Linked DNA regions of Mus musculus: region 2 is linked to region 1. A link is a contact called in public HiChIP or PLAC-seq data. All regions are on one chromosome and are shown on one strand. The core of a region is the stretch at or near the end of the contact, and the rest is flanking DNA. Distances in the headings are between cores, read along the strand shown. Region 1 holds the start of Rpl9 (ribosomal protein L9). Region 2 overlaps Rbm47 (RNA binding motif protein 47).

Evidence for each region. HiChIP or PLAC-seq counts read pairs in DNA pulled down with a chosen protein or histone mark.
Region 2: a contact with region 1 is called in an HNF4G HiChIP or PLAC-seq map of pancreatic cancer cells. The contact joins the enhancer-like site here to the promoter of Rpl9 in region 1. A contact is called at or near these places in 2 of 115 datasets of contacts at active chromatin or transcription factors (large pre-B cells and pancreatic cancer cells) and 1 of 9 other capture datasets (liver).

Annotation. Positions count from the first base shown.
Region 1 is chr5:65,389,000-65,393,678 of GRCm38.p6, forward strand. It overlaps Rpl9 (ribosomal protein L9), which reads right to left and starts at 2,432. Exons shown (of 8, transcript NM_011292.2): 1 at 2,377-2,432; 2 at 1,947-1,993; 3 at 1,740-1,855; 4 at 1,389-1,484; 5 at 479-611; 6 at 72-152. The coding sequence starts at 1,992. Lias (lipoic acid synthetase) reads left to right here and starts at 2,498. Exons shown (of 11, transcript NM_024471.5): 1 at 2,498-2,674; 2 at 3,221-3,390. The coding sequence starts at 2,630.
Region 2 is chr5:66,050,911-66,055,882 of GRCm38.p6, forward strand. The region is part of intron 3 of Rbm47 (RNA binding motif protein 47); the gene reads right to left. Among named protein-coding and RNA genes, the nearest start is that of Gm40310, 43 kb to the left of the region's middle. Within about 2 kb of position 3,716, at least 36 of the 459 cell types and tissues checked have an H3K27ac peak or open chromatin away from gene starts, as enhancers often do. A contact at or near this core is called in liver and pancreatic cancer cells, where this site is marked.

The DNA of each region.
Region 1 (4,679 bases), core at 1,182-3,681:
AGAAATCAGACACACATTCAACCTCAAGGCTCAGATAAAATGTTACTGTCTGTTATGACAAATATACACACCTGAATTTGAAACAAGTTCAATGTCATTTCCTTCAAGGATTAACTCATCCTTCTGGGCTTGAGAGACAGAACAAGCCACACCTGAAAGAGGTGTGTATTCAACAGCGTTAACAGGAGAGACATCTCACCAATACAACTCCATTTAAAACCCCAAGCAACCAATCAAGTTCTCTAAGACTTTAGGGTTGGAATTGAACCTCCTGTCATCTCAGATGACAAATGTGACTCCCAGATCCCACAAAAGGCTGATGCATCCTACAACTATTTCAGCATACTCCCTCTTCAGGAAAACCTCAAGCTCAGGACCACCCAACAGTCTTCACCACACCCGAACACCAAGGCTCCATCCAGACCCAAGGACAAAGAACTGTAGCAAGTTCCCATCATCCCTCAAGGCCCACACACACCTGTCCTCATCCGAACCCTGCGGATGTATTTTTCACCCAAGAAATTTCGGATTTCAACCAAAGAGCCATTCTCCTGGATGACGACGTTGATGGGGAAGTGAGCGTACACAGACCGCATCTTGTATCGGAAGCCCTGCATCAAACAAGCAACTGTGAGCCATCCTGAACAAACTCAAAGTTTTCGGTTCAGCTGGCCTAGATTTTGAGATTCCTCTTCTTCAGTTTCCCCAGGCTGAATTTAGAGTCAGCTCTAAATGCCCTAAGGTGCTTTTGTCATGTCGTGGAAATTTAACACACGCACTCTACCCACCATATGCAAGTTGCAACATCTTCCCAAAGCTCCAGGAGGAAGCTTTCTTTTACTATCTCATCCTTTGAGGGCATAAGATCCTCATTTTTGGCATTAGGCATCTGTGGAGTTACTACAGACACCACCAGATAATAAGTGACTCCAGACTAAACAAAAGGCCCAGTCCTCCCCAGGAGCAACAGGGTAACACGATCCAATAGGTATACAAAGTACAGCTTGTGTTTATAAAACAACACCTCTTCAGCATTAACTGTTTTGGGAGAAAGGATCTAGAACAGTAACTTCAGAGATGCACAAGTCAGATCTTTTTGTTTGTTTTTTTGAGACAGAGTATAACTCTGGCTGTCTTTTCTATCCATTGAGTCCCAAACATACCAGCCAGCAATCTCCACTATATGTATCTACCAACAAACAAAACCCCTGAAACAGAAGTAAAGGAGCCTGCCCAGCAAATTCCTGGGTCTGATCTGTGCTAACCCACCCCCAATATCTGAAAGTGCCTCCTTTGTAGAAGTACAGTCCATCCTGGCCCTAGACATTTATACACACCCAAGGAACCTCTTCCAAAGGGTTAAAGGGCAGAGTGGAGGGCTGACTTACCAGCGTGACACCCTTGATCATGTTCTGAACATGACTGCAGATGGTCCTGACGGTGGCCAGTTCCTTTCTGTTACCCCACCATTTGTCAACCCGGAGCTGAAACACAACAACTTTAGAATTAAAACACAGCACTTTTAGCTGGCGAGTACTAGCACGCAAAGCCATGTACAAATGCACCGTATGTCACACGCACAGGACACCAGAGGGACGACACACACACACCCAAGTTCACTCATAAAAGAACTGAGTCCGAGTAACCCACTCGGCCACGCATGGGGTGGGGGATTAACATCGGTTACCGGGTTTTGTTACAAGCAAGCACCCGAAGCATCGGAAGACACAAGTTCTTACCCTTTTCTTCTTCTTCCCAAGAAGACTCAGCTCCACGTTGATGTGATTGAAGTCCCTCCGCAGAGTCCCCCTGGGGCCCTTCACAATGACTGTGCGCCCCTTCAGAGTGATTTCGACTAAACGAGAAAGTGAACTGGTGAGACCATAGGCCGGGGTTTAGAGCATGCAGGAAAGCCGTCAGCGGCCGGCGGGGAGCCATCTACTCACCATTCTCTGGAATGTCCACAGTCTGATTGCTGAGAATGGTCTTCATCCTGAAACACAGACACCCGGGTGAGACGGCTGGGGCGGGGGACGCTCTACACCCGAGACCCGGCAGCGTTCCGCTCCCAACGGGAATCGCCAGCTACGAAAGCCGGCAACAAGGACCCAGGTGTGTCCGGGACAAGGACTGGACCGGGGGCCCCGGAGAAGAGTAAGGAAGCCCGGCTCGGTGCGCCATGGCGGAAGGGCTACGACCGAGATGGGCCTGAAAGCCCGAACGCCACTTCCAGCTCGCGCCACCAAGTCCCAAGGACGCACGTCGTGCTGGGGGACAGTCGGGACAAAGCCTTGGGGCATCGGCTCCATGCCGCCGGGGTCCCCAAACAGAGGATGGGTTCAGATTCCCGGGGCACCCGGTCCCTAAGCTCCTCACCTCGCAGTAGATGGGGCAAAGAGAGAACGTCTTTCGTCATCACGTTCTTGTAATCCGTCAGGGCCCTGCGTGTCGCGTCACGACCCGAGCGACGGCTTTAAGGCGGAACTACTCGATTGCCGAGCTAGTCGAGTCGCGCCGGTCGGCGACGACGTATCGCGTCATGACTCAAGCGACGAGTTGTTGGACGCGTCCGGTGCCGGGGGTGCTGTTCCCTCGATCCCTTGACACTCCTGAGACCTAAAAGAGGGGGATGGCTCTACGCTGCTGGGATACAGCTCGCAGCCTGGGGTCCCGGGTGAGCGGCGGGAACGCCATTGCTTATCCTAAGTTCAAAACTAGGGAAATTGTTCCAGATATCCTTTTTTTAAAAGCCCCGACAGCTGTGGCATATCTTAATTATTGCAAACTTGTTGACAACATATTTTAGTACCTGTTTTAGGAATAGAAGACATGAAAACGTGGCATGTTAAGTCACCCACTAAGGTTTTCTAACCTATATTTAGCGGTTAACTTTGATCTGCGTCCCACTTTTTTCCCCCATTTGTCATGGCTGAGCGTGCATCAGGGTCTCTGTAATCTAGGCTGGCCTGAAACTAAATTCTTAGACCAAAGACGACTCCTCACTCTGCCTCCTCTGAGAGCTGCATTACGTGTTTGAGCCGCCGTGACTTACGGTTCTTTCACCTTGAGTCTTTTTCAGGTTCTGATCTACGTAGTTTGAGCTCTTAAATCGTTTTACATAATTTCTGAATCAATTTCTTTAGCTTTGGTATTATAATGGGTTAAAACTAAATTATTTCAGAGTCTACTGAGTGAATGTTGTACTGAACCCTTTTTGTAGATATTTGGAAGATATGCGTTCACGGTTAGAGCATTAAGTTCTTTGCCAGATAAGAAAAAGGAATTTTTGCATAATGGACCAGACCTTCAAGATTTTGTATCTGGTGATCTTGCAGACAAGAGTACATGGGATGAATATAAAGGAAACTTAAAGCGCCAGAAAGGAGAAAGGTAATTGAACATTAGATTCCACTTTGACTTTGTGCATTGTTTGGTTTTGTTTGTTTGTTTGTTTGTTTTGGTTTTGATTTTTTGAGACAGGGTTTCTCTGTGTAGCCCTGGCTGTCCTGGAACTCACTCTGTAGACCAGGCTGGCCTCGAACTCAGAAATCCACCTGCCTCTGCCTCCCAAGTGCTGGGATTAAAGATGCACTGCCTGGCATTGTGCTTTTTTTTTTTTTTTTTTTTTTTTTTTTTTCTTTTTTAATCAAGCCTTGTAGGTTTTTCTGTACCCTTTGGCCATTTCTTCATCCTTTCCAAAATGACCATTTTATGCTGCCATATCCCATTTTATATCTAGCATCTAATTGAGAAAGTATAGGTTTTTCTCTTGATAGTTATTTTATTTATTTGGGTTTTTGGAGATGGTTTCCCTATGTAGCCCTAACTGCCCTAGACTTCTCTCTGTAGACCAAGCTGGCCTCAAACTCAGAGATCCATTTTCCTCTTCCTCCTGAGTGCTGCAATTAAAAGTGTGCACAACCACCACCTGGCTTACTTTATTGATTTATGCCTTCATATAGTTTTAATTGTTAATGGGTATTGATCATCTAACTTACTCTTTTGTTTGTTTGTTTGAGATGGGGACTCACTATTTGTTCTTGGCTAACCTGGAACTCTCTATGTAGGCCAGACTGGCCTCAAACTCAGAACTGAGATCCGCCTGCCTCTGCCTCCCAGGTGCTGGGATTAAAGGTGTGCACCTCCACATCCGGCTCAAACTTGTTTGCATGTAGCCTATGATTCCTTTATCTTAATTGTTTTTTAATGACGTAAGGTTGCCTGGCAGGCAGAAGGCTCTGGATGCCAGATTCCTAGCAACACAGTAAACAAATAATAACAGAAGACTGGTGTACAGCGTAGTCTTCAAAAATGCTTATCAAACAGCTTCTAGATCAGAAGTGGATAGTCAAGGAAAATCAAAGATATAGCTTGCTTTCCAAAGGGTAGGCCTGTCTTTTTTGTTGTTGTTGTTGTTGTTGTTTTCATTTCTTGGTTTCTTTTAAATCAGGGTTTCATCTATATAGTCTGGGCTAGCCTTGAAATCACTGTGTAGTTAGATTTGACCTTGAACTCCTGTTCCTCCTACAGCATCACAGATGTGAACCACTGAAACCAGCAAACGGTCTGCCTTTATTAATGACTAGAATTTAGAATGCAGGATAAATGGTGTGCAGTTGGGTTCCTTGCTTGCCCTGAGTTTACTATAGTAATTTGTAGCATTCATAGGGAAGAGTATG
Region 2 (4,972 bases), core at 2,466-4,965, 660 kb after region 1:
TAGCACTCTTCGTGACACTAGGTCGAACCCCAGGAAATTGGCACATTGAAGGACAAACGGGGTAGAATTTTGGCATATGGCCCAAGCTTACAATAACTGTTAGTAACTGGGTTCATTATCAGCCAAATTAAAACTTTACTAGGGCAGAATCTGGTCTGATTCACATCGAAACCCCAGTCCTCCACTCAGTGCTGGCCCAGAGCCAGTACTTAGCTTTAATTAATCTGAGATGTCATTGTGACTTTTCTCAATACCAAGTACTGAGCTTTAATGTCTCTGGTCATTCAAATCCTATCTTTATCCAAGAGGCACTGAATTAGAAAAGGGTAAAGAAACGAAATGAATAAATCCAAGGTAATAGTTTCATAGCTGACATTTTTGCGAAGGTTCTCAGTTTTGCAAAAGACCAAGTCCTGACCTGTGACAGAAATGAGAACTTCATTTTGAAATCAGTAAATATAACTCCGTAATGTATATCCCCAAGTGTAGGACTCGGCTTATCCGTAAGACATCATACATGGGCTTATTTTAAATCTCAAGTGTGTCTCACTGCTTGGCAGCAAGATAATTTGGAGTTATTTCATTTTATGGCTTTTCCCATGTGACAGCAATCTGCTAAGGAAAGATAGGACTTCTTTGGAGTGGTTGACCTGAAATGGACGTTTTAAAGCATGCTTCTGCCCGATGTTTAATAGAATAACTCCTGAAATCCCCCACATCATCTCATCCAACTCTGTACTTCTGTGTCTACCCCCCCTCCTGAAAGGAAGAGACCAAGGGGAAGCCACTTGGGGTGAGATGTGGAACAGGCAAGGCTAAGTCACCAGCTTGGAGCCAGTGACAGCAGCGGCAGCTTGGGCCTTGCTTGAATCCCCACTGTACATTAGACATTGCGCTGAGCATCAATGAGTGACATCATCCACTTAATCGCTGCTACAATCACAGGAAACAAGAACTATAATTCTACTCACGTGACAGATGGGGAACAGCACAGAGAGGCTGACCAGAGACTAAGGTCTATTAATTAATCAGTCCAGTTTGGGAGAGTTCCATTGTGCTACTGAAAGAAAGAAAGAAAGAAAGAAAGAAAGAAAGAAAGAAAGAAAGAAAGAAAGAAAGAAAGAAAGAGAAAGAAAAGAAATACTACTATATACTCTCAGGATCTGTGTCTCAGGACCCAAAGCCCTATGTTTCAAAAAGCTTGGGAGGCAGTAAGAGGTGGGACCTCACAGGAAATCTCAGGTCATTGCTCAAGAGTGACTAGACAGAGATGTGGGTCCTAGAGCCTGATTTTTGTACTTCTTGGTTATGAGGGAAGCAGCTTGGCTCCATCATACACCAAGGTCTGTGTCCTATCCACAGGCCCACAGCAACAATCAATTGCCACTGTAACCTCGAAAAGACCAAGGCAAAACAACCCATTCCTCTTTAAAAAAAAAAAAAAAAAAGGCAGGGCATCACCCAGTAGCCCAGGCTGACCCCAAACTCAGCAATCTTCATGCCTCAGTTTTCTGAGGCTGGAATCACATGGTCTGAGTCACTGCCGCTTAGCCCCTACATTCTTAAAAAGCCATCTAATTTTGGAAAGTTTTTGAGAAATCAAAGACCCCGTGAAATGATTAGTGAAGCGTGCAGCTTTGGAGTCTACTTCTTGGCTAACGATCCCTAATCAGATAGCTCTTTCTTACTAACATTTTTACAAAAGGACACATCTCTTTAAGACCAAGAAAATGAATGTATGTTGAAATTTACACCGTAGAAATATGAACTAAACAGACTACTGGATCTTTGTGTATAGTTAGTTCATGGGTGGTAGCCATGAGATGGCCACTCCTCACTGCCTTCATCTTTGCCCAGTGACATCTGACCCTTTTTATAACGTGCACCTTGTACCAGTGAAACCTAAGGCACCAGCTGGTTACTTATTAAACTTGGGTGCCAAAGGCTGACTTGTACAAATGACAGTATTAACTGCCCCGCCTGGTCTGTGTGCAGGAGTGGATCCAGCAATCCTCATAGCTGTGAATTTCTGTCATATCGGCAGAATTCAGCAACAAATTGCAGCAATTTGAGTCTGACCTCTGATCCGCAAGGTTCATGTGAACCTTTGAACCTCAGCTTGGAGTTGAGAAACATCGAGATGGTGGTTAGTAATTATTCTCCCAGGCCAGGTAAATAGTTAACACCGTGGCCGTTGCTCCGCCCGAAAGCACAATCCGCAGATCGAGAGACCAGTCATTGAAGGTGCCATTGAGAGCGAGCTTCAGGAAGAAAAAAAGACAGTTTGGACACATCTAGTAAAAGCAGGATATTTCAGGATGAAAACTAAGAAGAGGGCAAGGGTGCCGGAAAGAAGGCTTAGTCAGTAAAGCGCTCACTGGGCCACCCTGACAACCTGGCTGGATCCCCACAGCCAGGTAAAGGCCGGAGAGAACCAACTCCACACAAGTTGTCCTCAGACCTATACAGTACACTGTGGCACACACACACACACGCACACACACACACATACACACACACACGCACACACACACACCACATAAGCGCGCATACACCCTTAATATCCGGTGATAACCACAGTAACATTCTCTTTACAAATCAGATAAAAATACCAAATACTAAATGCTTTTGATGTAATATTTTTATCCAACACTACCATCTCTCAGCCCTTAAATAAATGTCCAGTCTATTCTGTTACAGAATACAAACCCATGCTGAGCCATTTTCGGAACAAAGCAGCAAACTAGTTACAGACATTACAGGCACGTTTACCTTTGACACTGACAAGAGAATGCTCAGGTGAGTAGCTGTGAGAGCCGGCTGACACTACAGGCTGACGACGCATGGACTGACAGACAGACGCGTCTAACGCTCTGTGCCCACACTGACTGATGGCAGCCATCTCCCACCATGATGGAGGAGGGCTCCTAAGACAGAGAGATGCTCCGCTTGATGTTCAGCTTCTACTGCTATGCAAATCGCTTCATTTTTAAGTAGATAGGTGAGAAAGACACTCTGCTTTCTGGTTGTTGTGGTTAATATTAGAACAGAGCGTGGAAAGTTGTCCTAAAAAGTATTATAGTTATAGTCAAGAGCATAGTGCCTGTGGTTAGATCCATTTCTTAAAACTATCGTCGGTTTGAAAAAGAATGTCTCAAAGTAGAGTACCCAAGAGGAAATACCAAGGCTCCAGTTTCACGTATCATCAGACTGCTGATTCCTAACTTATTTTAGTTATCACATTTTCTCCTCTAAAGACTGCTTTTGCGACACCATCGACAAATCCTTGCTTATACTGTATCGCTTAAATGTAAGAATTTTTTAAGTAAGCGCAGTGGAAAGCTGTAAGACTAAGCAACATCTTTAAAAAAAAAGCCCACCCATCACTAGAGAACAGGAGGCAAGGTAAGTAGAGAAGTGTTTAAAATTCTCAAGAACTTATAGACGTATACACCACTTTTAATTAAAACAAAAAACCAAAACAGATGGACCGACGCTTAATGCCTTAACCAAACACAACCATTCTCCACACCTCAATGAGGATAAATAAGAATAAATAAGATTTCCCTACCTTTCCAGGCTTCGATCTGGATGTGCAGGCTAATTGCGACCACAGCCCGGCTTGGCTTCAGCAACCTTTGCCCCTAACCCCAGGAACAGCGTGACTCTGCCCTACGTGGCTCCTGGCTCGGCATTGGCCAATGGCTTTGAGCCTTGGGAGTCATTTGCTAAGGACACCTGGAATGAATTTGAAGGCGTGGCTCAGAAAGCAGGGAGGGGCCATAGCTGTCCTGGGGAAATGCTTTGTAGCCTTACAAAGATTTTAGTGCAAAACCTATTCTAATAGATGACTGGGGAAGCCCCAAGAAGACACTGCATTGCATAGAAAGGAAATTTGACAGAAATATTTTAATCGTGGCTAAAATTAAATGAATGATTTTCTTACCAATCATCTCAGAGAATCATGTGGGTGCCCACTGCTATTGAACCACTGCTTAATATAAATAAGAAATGTAGTAATTCCTACTTCATGTGAGATGTTGTGGGGGTTAAATAAACACATTTAAGTGAGCCCAAAGTCTTCTGGCAAATAGAAAATACTAAAAAGTGACACTGTGAGACATCATTACACACTGTGAATTATTAGAAAGGGTGACAGTTCTAATCCCAGAATATGGGAGATTGCACTTGGAGGTTCAACAACAGTCACAAGGCCAGTATAACATACCTAGTAAAACTGCCTCAAAAGTCTTAAAGAAAAGTATGGTGTTGCCACAATTTCTTGGAAATACTGAATTTTTAGAAAATGTTACTTTCCCCTTGTGTCATATCTAGGCTAGGTAACTTGAATTACTGGGCACACTCTCATCCAAACACTACCAAAACCCAAAAATTTTAAAAAGATTTATTTATTTTTATGTATACTGTAAATACACTGTAGCTATCCTCAAACACACCAGAAGAGGGCATTGGATTCCCATTACAGATGGCTGTGAGTCACTATGTGGTTGCTGGGAATTGAACTCAGGACCTCTGGAAGAGCAGTCAGTGCTCTTAACCGCCGAGCCGTTTCCAGCTCCCCAAAAACCAAATTTATAAATATGATAAAAATAGGCAAAAATCCCATGTGAGCATGTTTATTCATTTGAAGCTGAAATAGATTCACCTGTTAGAAGCTGGGACAAGCAGTGGGCGGCACAGGCAGAGAGTTTGGTAAAACGAGCATCATGGTACTAAAGACAAGGAAGATCCATAGCACTTTGGGGTAAACACACTCCATCTCTCACCTGAGGCAGACCCTCAGCCAAGATGGCTCTGCAAGTAAGAGTTAGGAAATCGGGGGGAGGGGGGAGAGAAATTGAGGTTTGTGTGTGTGTGTGTGTGTGTGTGAGAGAGAGAGAGAGAGAGAGAGAGAGAGAGAGAGAGAGTCTTCACACCATGTGATACCCAATACTCTCTGAATGAGTGTGAA